2 separate regions of the Anas platyrhynchos genome follow, and region 1 is linked to region 2. Evidence: chromatin contacts called from public Hi-C data. All regions are on one chromosome and are shown on one strand. The core of a region is the stretch at or near the end of the contact, and the rest is flanking DNA. Distances in the headings are between cores, read along the strand shown.

Region 1 (4,944 bases), core at 837-3,336, 140 kb after region 2:
AATTAAAAAGCAATGAGAAGTAAAGAATTACAACCTTAATCAGCATCCAAACCCCTACCATTTATGTGCTCGCTCAAAGAAAAACAAACCAAAATACTCTTCTTGCTTCTACTGTGGCTCTCGCCTGTAAAGTGATTATGTATGAAGGAAAGAATTCAGTGTGACTTTCAGCTTTCATGAATTAGCAGAGGTTTCAAATAAAGAGGAGAAAAAAAAAAAAAACCAACAAAAAAACAACAAGATCTATCTGAGTTACAGACTGCCTGATCTGGTAGCTGTTGTCACAATAAACACGTAACCCATGACTTACCATCCATGTGTACTTTCACTACCAAGCACAACAAAGAAAGTAAGCACCTTTTGCAGCCAAAGCCCCAAGTACAATCTTCACCTATGTCACACTGTTCTCAAGTATTCTTTGCACTATTGCACCCAGGAGCTACACTCATAAGCAGGCACACCACTGCACTAAGGCACAGCACTCTCCTCTACATAAAGTTTCAATTAGCCTTTAAACTCAATTATACTGCACAGAAAAGAATCTGGAATGCTGGATGCAAGCTGTCATGTTTCATAAGCCATTTAATAATATTATATTTTATTTTTTCCTATTGACATTTAGTTTGGTTTTGAACTCAAAATATGAAGCCAAAAGAGCAAAATAAATTATCCTGTGAAAGTTAACAAATTATTCCATTGTTTTTAACAGCACTGGGCAAATCCCACTGAATTAGGCATGAATTTGTCACATATGCAGCAAGGAACTTAAAACTAATACATTGTTCCCATTGCAAATCTTATTTTTAGAGGTTAGAAGTTCTAAACTCGCTCCAGGCTTAAGCATGAGATACGCATTTATTCCAGAAGGGGAAAAAGAAAAAAAGAGAGAAGGAGAGAGAGAAGAAAGGAGGAAAGAAGGAAAGGAGGAAAGGAAGGTGACTGACAACTTGCTCTGCGTTTCTGATCACGACCAGCTGGATGAGGGAGACCCTTTGTGGACTACCGGACTAACCTGATGGCTCCGTCTGACAAACTGCATGACCTGAGGGACACTTGCACTGCCTCCTCGCCCTGCCCGCGACGAACCTGGCACCAGGGTTATTTTTGGGAAGCCGTGCCACAGCCCGAGGTGCTGCCCGCCTCGGCCAGCGCCCTCTCTGCCCGCAGCAGCACCCCGGGCAGGGGCAGGCGCCCTCCCCACACCTCCACCCCTTTCACCGCGAACCCCAGCAGTGCCCCCCCGACACCGCCGCCGCCCGGCCGCCCGCTGTCCCCCCCGGGACGCGGCGATCCCCGAGAGGCACCCCGCTAGGTGAGCCGAGCCGCTCGGCGACTTACGGCGCTGGCAGAGTCCCGGCACGGCCGCCAGCAGCCGGGCCGCCCCGAGGAGGGCCCCGGGGCCGCGCTGGCACTTGGGCACGGAGACGATCCCCGCGGTGAGGCACGCCAGCAGCGGCACCCACATCGTGCGGCGCGCTCGGCCCCGCTCCCGGTCCCGCTGCCTCTCCTCGGGGCCGCGGCTCGGCGGCGCGGCGCTCTCAGTCCCGGCCCCCGCGGGGGCGGCGGCGGCGGCGGCGGGGCCGGGGGAGGAGCGGCGGCGGCGGCGGCGGCGACGGGCCCGGCACAGGTAGGGCGCGGGGCGGCGGCACCTCAAGGGCAGCGCCCGCCGCTCCCCGCGAGGGGCTGCCCCCCCCGGCGGCGGCGGCAGCGGCGGCGGCGGGGCGGCCCCGGGCGGGCGCGGAGGACGGCTGCCTCCATCCGCCTCCAGCCCGAGCGCCCTGCCCTGCCCTGCCCTGCCCGGCCCGGCCCCGCGGCTCCCGCAACGAAACGACCGCCGCCGCCGCTGCCCCCGCCCGCCCCCGCCCCGCCGCCGGTGCGCCTCGGGCCCGCGGGTGTCCCCCCCTCTCCGCTTGCCGGGAGGCTGCGGCGGGGCAGGGCGAGGGCGGGCGGAGGCGGGGCGGCGGCGGGCGGTGAAGTCACGGCGCCCGCCCGCGCCGCTTTGTTCGGCGGAGGATGGCGGAGACCGTGGGGAGCGCCCCTCGCCACCGCCTCGGGACCCCCCCCACATCGTACACAGACCGCAATCACCCCGCCGCCCTTCCCTCGCGATTTGTGTGTGCCCGGAGTTTCCGCCCCTCCGGGCGAAGTGGGAATAACGCAAAGGTTAGAGCCGTGCCCTGGGCGGCGCGGAAAGTACCTCGCCGTGCGGGCACGGAAACCCCCGGCCCGGGCTAGGTGCGCGGCCTCTCGGCCTCCTGTCACCGCCTCCCCGGCCAGGGCGCCGCTCCCGGAGCTGCCGTGGCGTCCCCCAGGCAGGTGACACGCACCTGTGCCGGCCTGACGGGCCCGGGTCCTGTGGCCGTCACCGTGTCACCGCCTCGTTTGTAGCATTACCGAGCAGGTGGCACAGCGAGCCGTATCCTCAAATAATGCCTCAACGTGATGTGCCAGTCTGTCAGCGCAGGGCACAACATTAAAAAGTCATTCCCGTGCATATGGCATTAAATGAACTGTGGTCAGCTTTGGGCCCCTCACTACAAGAAGGACATCGAGGCCCTGGAGCGTGCCGAGAGACGGACTGTGAAGCTGGTGAAGGGTCTGGAACACAAGTACTGTGAGAAGCAGCTGAGGGAAATGGGGTTGTTCAGTCTGGAGAAGAGGAGGTTCGGGGGAGACCTTATTGATCTCTGCAACTGCCTGAAAGGAAGGTGTGGGGAGCTGGGGGTCAGCCTCTTCTCCCAGATAAACAGTGTTAGGACTAGAGAGAATGGCCTCAAGTTACGCCAAGAGAGGTTTAGGTTGGAAATGAGGAGACATTTCTCCTCAGAAAGAGCAGTCAGGCATTGGGACAGGTTGCCCAGGGATGTGGTGGGGTCACTATCCCAGAGGGTGTTCAAGGAAAGGTTGGACGTGGTGCTTTGGGTCATGGTTTAGTGGGTGACATTGGCAGTACGGTGATGGTTGAAGGTCTCCTCCAACCTTAATGATTGTACGATTCTAACACTGTGCTCTCTTACAGTCCTTACAAATAAAAGGCTGTCAAAGCATTTTCGGACCCTGTGCCAAACCTTGTGGCACTGAGATCAGGATGGCTTGTCGACTGCATGTCAAAGGTCAGAAACTGAAGATGCACTGGGTTTGTGCAAAGTCACTGAGGAGGGGATGGCAAAGGAGCAGTCCTATACTCCCACTCCAGGGATTTTTAAATGCTGTATCATTGTTCTGCTTCATTTTGGAAAAATCCCCTCTTTCAGACCTTGAGTGTCATTCTTAAAGCTGCCACAGCTCGAATGGGGATATGGTGTGTGACAAAACCATATACAGTGATGGTCACATAAAAGGGTAGCATCCACATGACTTCAGATGTGGTGGCATTCTTGGTCTAATCACTCTATGGTTTCAGAGATCACAGTTTTAACACTATACAATGATGAGCAACTTGTCTCATGAGGACTCAGATTGGTGTAGTTCTTTGAAATGACACATTCGTGGCAGGCAAGCTAAACTCAATTGACTCCTGTTCATGTTCACCATGATGTCTAAATCCCACCTCATGATGTTGCAGATTCATGATGATTCAAGTTTATCTTGAAAAGGGTCCAGAATAAGACAAACAAGTTCAAGGAAATGTCTTAATAAAAAATAAAAAAAATCCAAGCAGAAGCAAAAGTTGCAGATAGAAAACTGGGATTTTTGCCTGCAGAGTCTAAATAGTGTTGAAGGGAGGAAGAATATGCCTAATACTCCATATGATGTATTTTGTATGAACATTGTTGTCAGATCAGAATTTGAATGCTCATAGAAGCATCATGAAGAAAATGGTTCTGTCATCAACAGCATGAGTTGTCTTGTGAATTTCTAGTCATAACCTAGTCATTTCATCATACAAATAGGAAATTGAGTCCTTACATGTACCGCTTCTCGAGAGAATGATGTGCAAGGATTTGGCATTTGGGCAGACAGGCAATATCTACAGTGTAACATGGAAAAAATAGACAACTTTCATATAAAGTCTGAGAATAAGGTAACTAAAATGAACACTGAGAACATAACTAAAAGGGCAGATCAATAATGGCTGAGAACTATTCACCATGAATACTGAAAGACATGGGTATCAACAGTAAAAAAGAAGCCAAGAGTTGAAGGTGCCAATAGTTGAGGCCACTGTAACTGTTCAGAGTAGTCTGTTGGTTTATGTAAAATGTGTCTTTCCCTTACTTCTTTACCTTCATTCCTCACATAGTGGGAGACAAAGACTTCAGAAGATATATTCTGTAGTGATGGCATCTTTAAATACACTGCTGGTTAGTGTTTGGAATGCAGTAATATAAGCTGCATCTCAGAAGATGTTACGCAGATTTGGATAGCAATTCAAGTTTTACAAATTGACAAACCTAATCGTGTAATGTCACGTAGGAGACTTGGAACAAGGAACTTAAGACGACTGGAACTGGATGTAAGCATCAGTCTGTTGTTCTACCCACAGGACCATGAATGCTTGAGAAAATGTCATTGTGGAATCTCCGTCCTTGGAGATAACTGAAACTCAGCTGAACAAGTTCATGGGCAACCTGATCTTATTGGTCGTGTGTTGAGCAGAGGGCTGGTTGGGCCTCTTGGAGCTTTTTCTAGCCTAAGTTACTCTGAATTTCTATGGTGAAAGCTGTTTAATTCTCTGTTATTATATTGCATGTATACCTTATTTAATGAAGTTTTAAAAGGGTGCTTTCTTTATGGTACTTACCTTTGTTTTCCTGCAAAGAGGATATAATTGTCTGTTACAGCATTAGCCCACAGCCTCTCTTTTCAGGAAACAGTTTTGAAAATGTTGAATCTGCAATGAATGTTCAGTAAAGCTGGTCAAAAAACCCAAAACATTTCTTACAAAAACCATGTTCCTTTTTTGGTTGAATAATCCCGACCATCTTTCATGTGCCATTTCAT
Region 2 (5,041 bases), core at 2,242-4,741:
TCGTAAGTGATAAAACACACTTGAGGTGTAGAGCACACAACCTGGCTTGCAAAGATTGAGCTACGGTTAAAAATATATTTTTATGAAAAGTGTTTGTATTGGAGAGATGTCTGTCTCCTCACTTTCCTTTGTACTTACATTCTGTGGATTTGGTAGAAGGTATAGTTTTTATAAATACTTCTCTAAAGTTAATATCTTTTGCAATACTTTCTTTAGGCTCTTCCATCTAAGACATTTGTCTCCTCTTATTTCAACTATCAGTGATGAAAGCTGGCTTTCTGCAAAGTACTGTTCTCTGTACTCACAGAGGAAGGTTATAGATGTCCAAGCAGCAAGTAAAAGTGGGAATGGCTCTGCAACCTGCAACCTCTGACCCATTCACAACTGTGAAAGAGAACAGTCATCTGAAGCAAGGAAGTTTTACACTTATTTGTTTTGCAACTGAATCTTTATCTTTTGCTGAGGAAGAAGCTGACGGTTAAAAAGATAAATGAGGAATGAGAAAATAGAGAAAAAAAATCTTTTTTCCCCCAAACATGCTAACTAAACTCAACTCCAAACTGATCACCAATTTCATAGGGACTGACATTCCCTTAAAAAGGTCTGTCATGTGCAGCAAAAAATTTAATTTACTTATTTATATGATTAAAATAAATTGATGGACCTTATTATTTTTAAACATTTGTAATAAAATAAATACAAATGTAATAAAATAAATACTGTGTGATTATAATAGATTTATAATAGATTTATTTACTATATAATCACATTACATATAATGTCACATGCATTAAATATATCATTGCACATGACACATACCTGTGCACTGTGCATATATTATAAAATTCATATTTACATTCTGCTGGGTATATATAGTTTTCTGCAGAAAGAGTATCTGAGTATCTGAGCCAGTATATGGTGTTTGCTTCATGCATTATCATAGAATCATAGAATCATAGAATATCCTGAGTTGGAAGGGACCCTTAAGGATCATCAAGTCCAACTCTTGACACCGCACAGGTCTACCCAAGTTCAGACCATGTGACTAAGTGCACAGTCCAATCTCTTCTTAAATTCAGTCAGGCTCGGTGCAGTGACCACTTCCCTGGGGAGCCTGTTCCAGTGTGCAACCACTCTCTCTGTGAAGAACCCCTTCCTGATGTCAAGCCTAAACTTCCCCTGCCTCAGCTTAACTCCATTCCCGCGGGTCCTGTCGCTGGTGTTAATGGAGAAAAGGTCTCCTGCCTCTCGACACCCCCTTACGAGGAAGTTGTAGACTGCGATGAGGTCTCCCCTCAGCCTCCTCTTCTCCAGGCTGAACAGGCCCAGTGCCCTCAGCCGTTCCTCGTACGTCTTCCCCTCCAGGCCTTTCACCATCTTCGTAGCCCTCCTCTGGACACTCTCCAACAGTTTCATGTCCTTTTTATACTGTGGTGCCCAGAACTGCACACAGTACTCGAGGTGAGGCCGCACCAGCGCAGAGTAGAGCGGGACAATCACCTCCCTCGACCTACTAGCGATGCCGTGCTTGATGCACCCCAGGACACGGTTGGCCCTCCTGGCTGCCAGGGCACACTGCCGGCAGTGTTATTATCCTTGCTTTTACAATATAACTTTTTTTAAAAAAAAAGAGTTGTGATCAATTTTTCCATGTTGAGTAACTGCATGCTTATAGGCATACTTAAGCTTATGAATATTAATGTCTTTTTATATTTTCCCATTAAAATAATAACAAACAAGTTTTTCTTTTCTAAACAAATTCCATCCTGACCTTCCTTTTCCCCAAGAGTAATGCTCTTGACTCATACGGTATTTCAAAATTCTGGTAACTCTCCAACTGATATGTTTAAAGGATTTTCTTACTAGCATCTGCTTTGTGTTTGTTGGTGAGATGTTTGGCCCCCAGCACACGATCAATAGCTTGCCAAAACATAAGTTCATTGGGATAGCTTCTCAGTTTTACACAGAGGCTTTTCTGGATTCACACTTTTTTTTTTTTTTTTTTTTTTTTTTTTTTTTTTTCCTGAGAATTTCTATGGCTTTGTGAATTTACAACAAAATTCTGATGGAAATAAACACTACTGCCAAAAGTAAATACAGAACTTACAGCTATGGACCACAAAAATAAGCCTCATACTTGAACAGAAACTTTTAGATTATGAGAAAAATGTGCTTGAAGACAGTATGTAGCTTGGAGTAGGAAGATGTTTCTTTTCTGAAACAATAAAATAACTTGTTTTTAAATGACAAGCCATTTCTCTGCAGAATTATGAAAGTTGCTGGATAATGGAAAGACATGCTGCAATTTGGAATAGGCTTTTTATTTAGAACATTTCCTCTTCAATTTGGTTTGACTTCAGCAAAACACTTGGATGAGTGTTAATAGAGGGGGACCTTGCCTTTCAGTCTTTTGAAAGCATTTTCCTTGCAGAATATACTGGAAAATGTTAAGCAATCGAGAAAAAAAAATGTGCATGTCTATCCCTCTGTGTGATAATGTTGCTCATCTTCAAGCCACTGGCATCAATACTAGCTCTCCAAATTCATCACAAGTGTCAGGAGACATCACAAGCTATCAGGAGACTTCATTTTAGGGATAAAACTACAGACAGTGCTCCTTCCCAAGTCCAAGCTCCAGTGGATTTTGATACTCCAGGACAAGACACCAGCCAGAATTTAGAGAAAAGTAGAAAAGCTACTAAGAATGAATTTAAAGTCTCTGCAACCAACCAGTTGCAGAGACTTTAAAATGCCAAGATTACCTGCAGAACTGATGAATGAAGCATTGCAATTTGACTGACACTTTATAGAAAAGTATAGGTCATTTGCAATGTGACTTGTGCTTCTTTCTTTTGCTTCAGGTGGTTGACCATCTAAGCTCTATGTATCTTTTTAGCTCTTAAAACAGTGACTTGGATTATAATCAATACCGAGTCCTTCCAGCTTTAATATAGCTTTTAAACCTCCATGTCTGGATTCACAAATACAACCAATATAATCATCTGTAGAAAACATTCAAATAAAAGGGAAATTTAAAATTTAAAAATAAAAAAGGAAAAAGAGAATGAAGCTTTGTGAAAACATCTGTGAATTTGCTTTCCCTTATCTTCAGTCCTGGCTCCAGGGACACAGTGGGAATGACACCCAGCAGGATGATTGCTGGACAACCCTGTAAGCCAGGAAGCATTATCATGTAGTGCATGCATAAAACTGTTCACCCAGGATAGCTGTGATGCCACAGGTTTACTGACAAGCAATTTACACAGCAGCAGTCACTAATTGGCTGAAGTTGTCTCCTGCATGTGAAAACAAATCATGGTTGAGTGATTTACTTATGTTTTTAATCAAACACCATCTCTCTAGAGGAGACCTGACTGCTCACTGGGGATTTTCTTGCACTGCTATGTAGAAAAGCTACTTTCTTCTTCTAGAGGCAGCATTTGTCTCTGTTTGAGCTCTATTTTCTTAGTCATTAGCAGTGAATGCATCAGCTACCACTTCTCCCTAGGCAACAACAATGACTGTGACCACAACAGAAATCCAGTCTCCTCACAGTCTCTTCCTTCTCTGCTTTTGTTACACAATATTTCATAATACTGGGTGATCTTATTCAGCTTAGGTTTATTTTCACATGGCTGGTTTAGATGCTATAGAGTTAAAAATCATTAATATAATAAAACCTGACTAGACACCACTTTTTACAAAGAATAGCTAACATAGTGGAAATGAAAATCCATTTTAAATCATGCTTATATGACCTCTTCTTCTTTTTTTTTTTTTTTTTTTTTTTTTTTTTTTTTTTTTTTTTTTTTTAAATCAGACTTCTCTGATGTACAAGGAAAGCAGCAAACCAATATGTTCTGGTTAAAATAACTGGTCTTTTAAGCTTTTCTCTACATCTTTTTAGAGCCCCATGGTGCTAGGTAAACTGCTTGCAACTGAAATAATCAGGAATATTTTAACTATTTTTATATTTTTAGTCCTACGAGGAGCGGCTGAGGGAGCTGGGCTTGTTCAGCCTGGAGAAGAGGAGGCTCAGGGGCGACCTTATCGCTCTCGACAGATACCTTAAAGGAGGCTGTAGAGAGGTGGGGGTTGGCCTGTTCTCCCACGTGCCTGGTGACAGGACGAGGGGGAACGGGCTAAAGTTGCGCCAGGGGAGTTTTAGGTTAGATGTTAGGAAGAGCTTCTTTACTGAAAGGGTTGTAAGGCATTGGAATGGGCTGCCCAGGGAGGTGGTGGAGTCACCATCCCTGGAAGTCTTCAAAAGACGTTTAGATGTAGAGCTTAGGGATATGGTTTAGTGGGGACTGTTAGTGTTAGGTTAGAGGTTGGACTCGATGATCTTGAGGTCTCTTCCAACCTAGAAATTCTGTGATTCTGTGTGATTCTGTAACTGAAAGACTGCTTAAAAAAACCCTCTAAGACTAATAAAACTGGAGATTTAACTTGACTTTACAATGCTCCTGAAATGCTCGAGCACACTGTATTCCAGGGACCCAGTTTATCCTCTTGCACTGAGCTGCACAGTATCAGATACAATTATGGAAACAGGAAAAGATCACTGGGAGTTAGTAATAGTTATTGAACCAAATACTCAGCTAGAATTGTTATTTTGGCCACACAGCCATCAGGCAGCTCTAGTTAGAAGCAAGCCTCAAAACACTTAAAACTTGCCACCCCAAATCAGAAAAAGTGAGACAGCCATGTAAAAGCAAATAAGAGGGAGTAAAATCACCAGTTTATTGTTCACATCCAGGCAATGAAAAATGGGTAAAGTATCTAATGCCCACATTAGAAGGAGCTAGATAGCATTTGTCTGCATTTACTTTCAGCCCTAGCTTTACTAGGGCTCTGACTAGGAGAACAATCACAGCAACCTCAATTCATTCACTGGCAAACTCATCGTTTGCACATGTACATGCAAAATGCCCTTGTGGCAGCTCATCTGCTCAGCCTGCCGTGTGTCAGCATTGCTGCACTTCCAGAAAGAATCCAAGAGATAATAAATTTGCATTTATCTTAATTACTTGCAGGAAAC

What was found. A called contact is a pair of places that touch in the nucleus more often than the background predicts.
Region 1: a Hi-C map of liver shows a contact between it and region 2, with 2.0 times the contacts expected there. The contact joins the promoter of ITGB8 here to the enhancer-like site in region 2. A contact is called at or near these places in 2 of 8 Hi-C or Micro-C datasets (liver and subcutaneous adipose tissue).

What each region holds. Positions count from the first base shown.
Region 1 is chr2:127,198,993-127,203,936 of IASCAAS_PekinDuck_T2T, forward strand. It overlaps ITGB8 (integrin subunit beta 8), which reads right to left and starts at 2,087. Exons shown (of 15, transcript XM_027450911.3): 1 at 1,339-2,087. The coding sequence starts at 2,068.
Region 2 is chr2:127,059,235-127,064,275 of IASCAAS_PekinDuck_T2T, forward strand. No RefSeq gene overlaps it. Among named protein-coding and RNA genes, the nearest start is that of SP8, 53 kb to the left of the region's middle. Within about 2 kb of position 3,492, at least 1 of the 8 cell types and tissues checked has an H3K27ac peak or open chromatin away from gene starts, as enhancers often do.